Regions from separate parts of the Oryctolagus cuniculus genome. Here region 2 is linked to region 1. The links are chromatin contacts, called in public Micro-C maps. All regions are on one chromosome and are shown on one strand. The core of a region is the stretch at or near the end of the contact, and the rest is flanking DNA. Distances in the headings are between cores, read along the strand shown.

Region 1 (2,916 bases), core at 407-2,906:
GCACCTCTGCCCGGACTTTATTCCTGAAACCTGCGTAGCTGCCACTAGGTGGTGCCAAAGCAGAGCTCTGTGCGTCTGTGGACCAGCGAGATTTTCCAGGAGCCTTCAACTGGCTCCGTCAGAGCAGGCTTCCCACCCAACTCCCGCATTTATAGCTCATTAAGCCCCTTATCAAAGCAGCCTACCCCTACTTCCTTAGCAATCGCTGTTAGCATCTGCACATCCTTCTAAAAGGGATACGCTTGACAGCACACAGACACAGAACATCTCGCTGTGATCCGGAAACTTCCACCAGCTGTTTGAAACTGCTTAGTCTAACTTCAGCTTTTCTGAACACAGGTTTGCTCCTGCAAAAGAGATAAGTGTTCCAAGCTCTTATGCATTTTGAGGGATTAAGAGGCCTGCATTTCTATGTGCAGAGGAAGTAGAGACATATCAGTAGCTTTGTTTAACATTGAGTTTGTTTGAAGAACCGAGACCCTCTTGTTTTTGCTCGTCGGTGCCCACTTTCTCATAACCTATTCGTGCCCCGTTTCTTTCCTCATGGGCAGACGCCTTCCTGCTTCTTCAGTCTCTGATGCTAAAATACGGCAGGAGAAGCACACAAGCTTCATGTGTGCTGTGTGCCCAACATCCTCTCTTTTTTCCCAACTTGGATATTTTCTATACAGGAACTTCGCTGCGTCTTATTTCTATTTTCTTTGCATTTCGAGTAGGGTGACCAAGTCGTTCTGGTTTGTGTGGGAACTTTTCTGTGCTGTGTCCTGGGAACTCCCTTAGTCCCAGGCAAAGGGCGGCGGGGGGGGGGGGGGGTGACCTGTAATCTTGGCTCGACGTTTCAGAAAACTTCAGTGAACCTGCACTAAATTTAAGGTTGAGATTCAGCTGCAGCCGCTACAACAGGCTCCACACTCAGTCACAGACCATCCAGTCGTCCATTTGGTGAGCATATAGAAGGAACTCCATCAAGTTCACAGGAAAAGCATATCATGGAAGAAGTATGTGTGGATTTATGAACTTTTTTTTGCACCAACATAAACTTATCTCTGGATTTCATTTTTCCATGAACCTATTGAAGTCCCTGTGCTCAGTGAAGCAGCTCCCTCTGCCATCCCGAAGCCGCTGAAGTGACTCTCACCATTTCCCCCTTTCAGTGCAGCTTCTGACACCAGCGATTTGTGTTTTACAACCTCTAAGGCCTTCGGAGCTGAACACAGACCCCAATTCAAATAGTTGCTTCATTCATGGCTATTAAAGGAAAGGGGACTAGAAATGAATGCCCCTGTTCTCCTCGGAGCTGCCCCAGTCATCGCTCTCGGGAGCTTGTGGGCCCCTGCTTGGAGCTCGGGGAGGCTCCTGGGAGGGAGGAGACAGGAGACGCCACATGACGTCGTGACGTCACAGACAGGCTCGGCTCGGAGAGGGTCAGCAGTGGCCAAGGGTGGTTGGAATCTGCCTCCAGCTTCAGAACTGCCTGGTACCTTTCTGGGAGTCCAGCTCTGCCCACGGCTGTTAGCCTTGAGGTTGACATTCGTGTTTATGAGAAAGTGGAAGTGAGGAGGGATCCACCACTCAGGGGCCATCTCAGCTTGGCCCAGACCTTGAACTCGAGGGCGAGGAGGTGGAAGCGACTGGGGTCAGGGAGAGGAATGTGCCTGGGAGATGGCCCTTCATTCCCTAATAAGTTCTCTCTCTCGGTCCCAGGCAGACTCCCTATAAAAGGGAAAACTGGACAACTGGCAGGGGGCAGGGAGCCTGTCCTGGCAGCTCTCTGTGAAACACGTACACCACGCTGTTTACGAATTCCTGCAGCCAGCCCCGGAATCCAAATGTAGACAACTCTGTTTATGTAACGAAAATAGATGCTTGCCCCGTGTGATTAAGGTGGCTACTGGAGACATTTGTTGCAGCTGAGGCCGGAGAGGAGAGAGCAGGGCATGGCGCCCTCTGGGACCCTGGGCAGGTAGCAAAAGCTCTCAAGACCAGTTTTCTGCTCAGAAATCTCCCAGGATGGGCACATCCAGGGGGCGCGGGAGAGCTGAAAGAAGTCACATCTCCGCATCCTGCCTCTGCTGTCCAGCGAGCAGCTGCCCCGCCCCCGTCCACCTGGGGGCAGTAGGGAGTCCCAACCGGCCTGCTCCGTTCTCAGCTGCGTTTGGAACAAGGCCTCCTACTGCACCCCTTGAAGAAGCCTCGTTCCAACAGATGGTTCCCATCAGCCACCCACTGTCTGGGTCAATAAGGAGGCTCGGATGCTGTAGGGTCGGGAGATGTGCCGCCCAGGGAAACCTTCCCTCTGAACCCTGGTCCCCAGCTCACCATGGCCTTGACACCTCCACCCCCCTGGCCTCATGACTGTCGTGGCCTTTCTCCAAGAAAACTCATGCGGAAGATGCAGCTCCAACGGCATTTCCTCGCCAGACAGTCTCCCACTGGTCTCCATCTGGAGGAAGTCGTAACTCCCTCATCTGGGCAGCACGGCTGCTCATCTGTCGTCCCGTCCACTCCGCTCTTGGTCACCTACGACCCGGGTGTCAGGGACTGGCCCTGGCACCTTCTTCTGTGGCTCAGCCTTCTGAGTCACTGCAACACCGCTTCCAGGGACCAGGAACAGGAGCTGGGGTGCTGGGCCCCAAACTGGGGACGCCTGCATTAGTCCACTTTCCGTCACTATACAAACACCCGAGACGGGGGAACTTGTGTGAAGGAAAGAGGTTTATTTAACGCACAGTTCTGGCTCCTGGATGGCCTGGCACCAGCACCGTCTGGGCTCTGTGAGGGCTTTGTGGCTGGTGGCACCAGAGGGCTGGGAACACACGGGAGAGGGGCAGATCACACCTCTAGGCAGGAAGCCAGGGAGGGACCCGTAATGACCACCTGCTAGGCCCTGCCAATGAGGCTCCCTCCACCTCTCCA
Region 2 (2,794 bases), core at 33-2,532, 220 kb after region 1:
CTCCTCAGCGATGGAACCAATGGGTAGACGGGTCCCCTGGGCGAGGCCCAGCTCAGTTACCTGGTATCTGATTATTCACCGCACTTCCAGGACCTTCAACCACGCGCTCCAGGCCCCCAGCGTGGATGAGGGCGTCACCACTGCCTCGACCACAAAGCCCAGCGGTGTCTACACTGAGAGGCTCGCTCTGATCAGAGAATCCCTTCACCTACAGGGCTCACAGCAGCCCTACCCGAGAGCCTGTCTTTTCTCGACAAGTGTGTAACTTTCATGTGCACCAGCCCTGCAGACATTAAAGGAGATGACTGAGGCTGAGAGAGAAGGCCGGGCGGTGCCAGCAAAGGTTCAGCACACAAAGGTGTTCCGACGGCACACAGGGTTGGAGAGCTGGAGGAATGGCGGGCTCCTTCCTAGCAGAACCTGTCCCCCACACTTCCTTGTGCTCCTCTCACACGACAAAGTGCAGCACCCCAATGATGGAAACCTCCTGGAGATTCGAAAAGCCCCAGGACCGCCCGTGCCACTCCTGCCCCTGTGGGTCCTGCCCTACCACCACCTCTCACCCGGCACACGCGGGGCGCGCGGACTGCCTGGACTGCCAGCCTCCACGGCCGCCTGCCCCCCAGGCGTGCAGAGAGGAGACGCAGCGGCCCTAGGATGTAAAGCTCATGTTGCTTTTTGTATTTCACTCTCGTCTTAACCCTGTGTTTACAGGCTTTCCACGCCGGGAGCTTGCTTGGATTTGAGTTCTATTCTTTGTCTCTCTCTCAGGCACCCTCCCCCTTCCCCCTAGCAGACAAGTGGAAATTTCCACTGAAGCTTTCAGTGGCTCCCGGTAGGTGGGGGTGGGAGGGGGAGGGGAGGCCTGCGCAGCCAGGGAGCATCTTGGAGCGTTTAAGAAGACAGGAGACAGAGCTGCGCGACGCCAGTTCCTAGACTGTCTCGGATAAACCTCGCCAGATCCCGGCTTTGCTGAGGCGATGAATTAGCACCTTGAAACTGAGGCCCCCCTGTACGGGAAGCCCCATTTCTTTTGCTGTCTGTGGGGTCTCGTACATTCTAACGCACTCGGAACCTGCTGCAGGGGCCCTGCCACTACAAAGACACTCCCAAGGCCACAGCAGCCTCCTTGAAACCCACCAAAGCCCCCCCTGTGGGCTGGCAGGAAAGCCGGCGGATCGGCCTCCTCCAGAGAGGGTGCCAGGGCTCTCGGAGCAGGCTGCAGACACTCGGGGCGCAGGGCAGTAAAATTCCACTGAGCCAGTTATTTTTATCATTCTGCTTACCCGTAAATAGAGGGCATCTTATATGTAGGCCAGCAAGTCTTTGCTGCTGACCCCTATCCAAATTTTAAAGCAGGAGAGACCGGGGCAGAAGGGGCCGAAGGGGCAGAAGAACCCCTGGTCTCCTTGTGAGTGCTTACGCGCGGGCGTGCAGATGGCAGCCCGGGCTCACTGCAGTGAATCAGACCTGGTGAGACCAGAGGCAAGAGCAGTCGGAGGCAGCCTTTCAACAAGCCAAGCCCCACACACTGGGCAGGCCACGGAGCAGCTTCTCCTGCAGCTCCCTCTCGCACCAGAACGCACTCTCGGTCCAGCCCCATCTAGTGGAAACAGAGCCTTAGGCTGCGTGCAGCAACGGAGTCAGAGGCTGTGGGGCTTCTGAGCCTACAGTACAGGGTCTCCCCCTTTCCAGCAAGGGCCTAAATGAGCATCTACTTCCTCTGCTCCCTCCTGCACCTGGGACAGCCTCCCCTCTCAGACGCCAGGGATACGGGAAGAATTTTCCACTCCCGCTCTGCCTTTCCCACAGAGCTGACAAGGGCATCAAGACAGGGACATCATCAAAGGGGCCTGAAAGAGACGAACCCACATCCAGGGCCAGGAGTGATTCCCAGGCCCTCTGAGTGCCCAGCCTGGGACATGCGCCAATTGTTTCCAGACACTGCCTGGAAGCCCCCATCGGGAACGCGGGTCCAAGAGACCAGAACCCCCAGGCCAGCAGATTAACAGTATTGGAGGAATCTAGTCAACTCCTTTCTGCTCCTAAACTCACATCACCTGGGAAACAAGGAACCTGAGCAGGATTCTCTCTGGGAGAACAGTGCTGATAAAGTCACAGACAGGTGTCTGAGATGTCGGCCCCACCCCTGCTGAGGGTGCCCAGATCCAGGTCGTGCCCTGCTGCCAGGCGGAGCACAGAAGAGTATTTTTAAGTTTCAAGAGGTCCTTTACTGAACACAGATGCTCGTCCAATCCTACTGACCGTCAGGGATCATGCCTTAAGTACATTTCTGTGGGCCGGTCTGGGAACCAACCGTCAAGTTGTTCCAACAGGAAAGTAGGTTCTCAGTTATAAACAACAGGCTTACACACAAATTTCTGGAACCTAACCAGCTTCTAGAGTGGAGACTGACCAAATTAGTATTTGGGATAGAATACCTATATTTTTATCTTTGGCATTAACTGGTAATAGACTTGACATAATAATAAACACCAAGAACTGCTTCCAAAGTCTACCCTATGCCTCTGAGAAGACCTGCTGGTTAACCCTACAGCAGGTCTCTCCTCCCCGAGCGCTCTGGACCCACTCTTTCAACCTCTGCAGGCACGTGTGCAGCAGGGGGGCGCTCTAGGGGAGGATGGGAGAATGAAAAGTAGAGGCGGCCACTCAATATGCTGGGAGGTAACCATGACAGACACCTGGCTGTCGGCCCTGGGCTCGTACTAGCCCTGCTGCGCCAGGCACCTCCACCTGTCCCTCTTTGCTGGTCCCTGATTAGACCACAACGGCT

The links. A called contact is a pair of places that touch in the nucleus more often than the background predicts.
Region 2: a Micro-C map of ear pinna shows a contact between it and region 1, with 5 times the contacts expected there. The contact joins two enhancer-like sites. A contact is called at or near these places in 2 of 6 Hi-C or Micro-C datasets (ear pinna and an unstated tissue).

What each region holds. Positions count from the first base shown.
Region 1 is chr4:10,686,090-10,689,005 of mOryCun1.1, forward strand. No RefSeq gene overlaps it. Among named protein-coding and RNA genes, the nearest start is that of KCNE2, 22 kb to the left of the region's middle. Within about 2 kb of position 1,657, at least 1 of the 8 cell types and tissues checked has an H3K27ac peak or open chromatin away from gene starts, as enhancers often do. A contact at or near this core is called in ear pinna, where this site is marked.
Region 2 is chr4:10,902,754-10,905,547 of mOryCun1.1, forward strand. The region is part of intron 2 of MRPS6 (mitochondrial ribosomal protein S6); the gene reads right to left. Among named protein-coding and RNA genes, the nearest start is that of SLC5A3, 34 kb to the right of the region's middle. Within about 2 kb of position 1,283, at least 2 of the 8 cell types and tissues checked have an H3K27ac peak or open chromatin away from gene starts, as enhancers often do. A contact at or near this core is called in ear pinna, where this site is marked.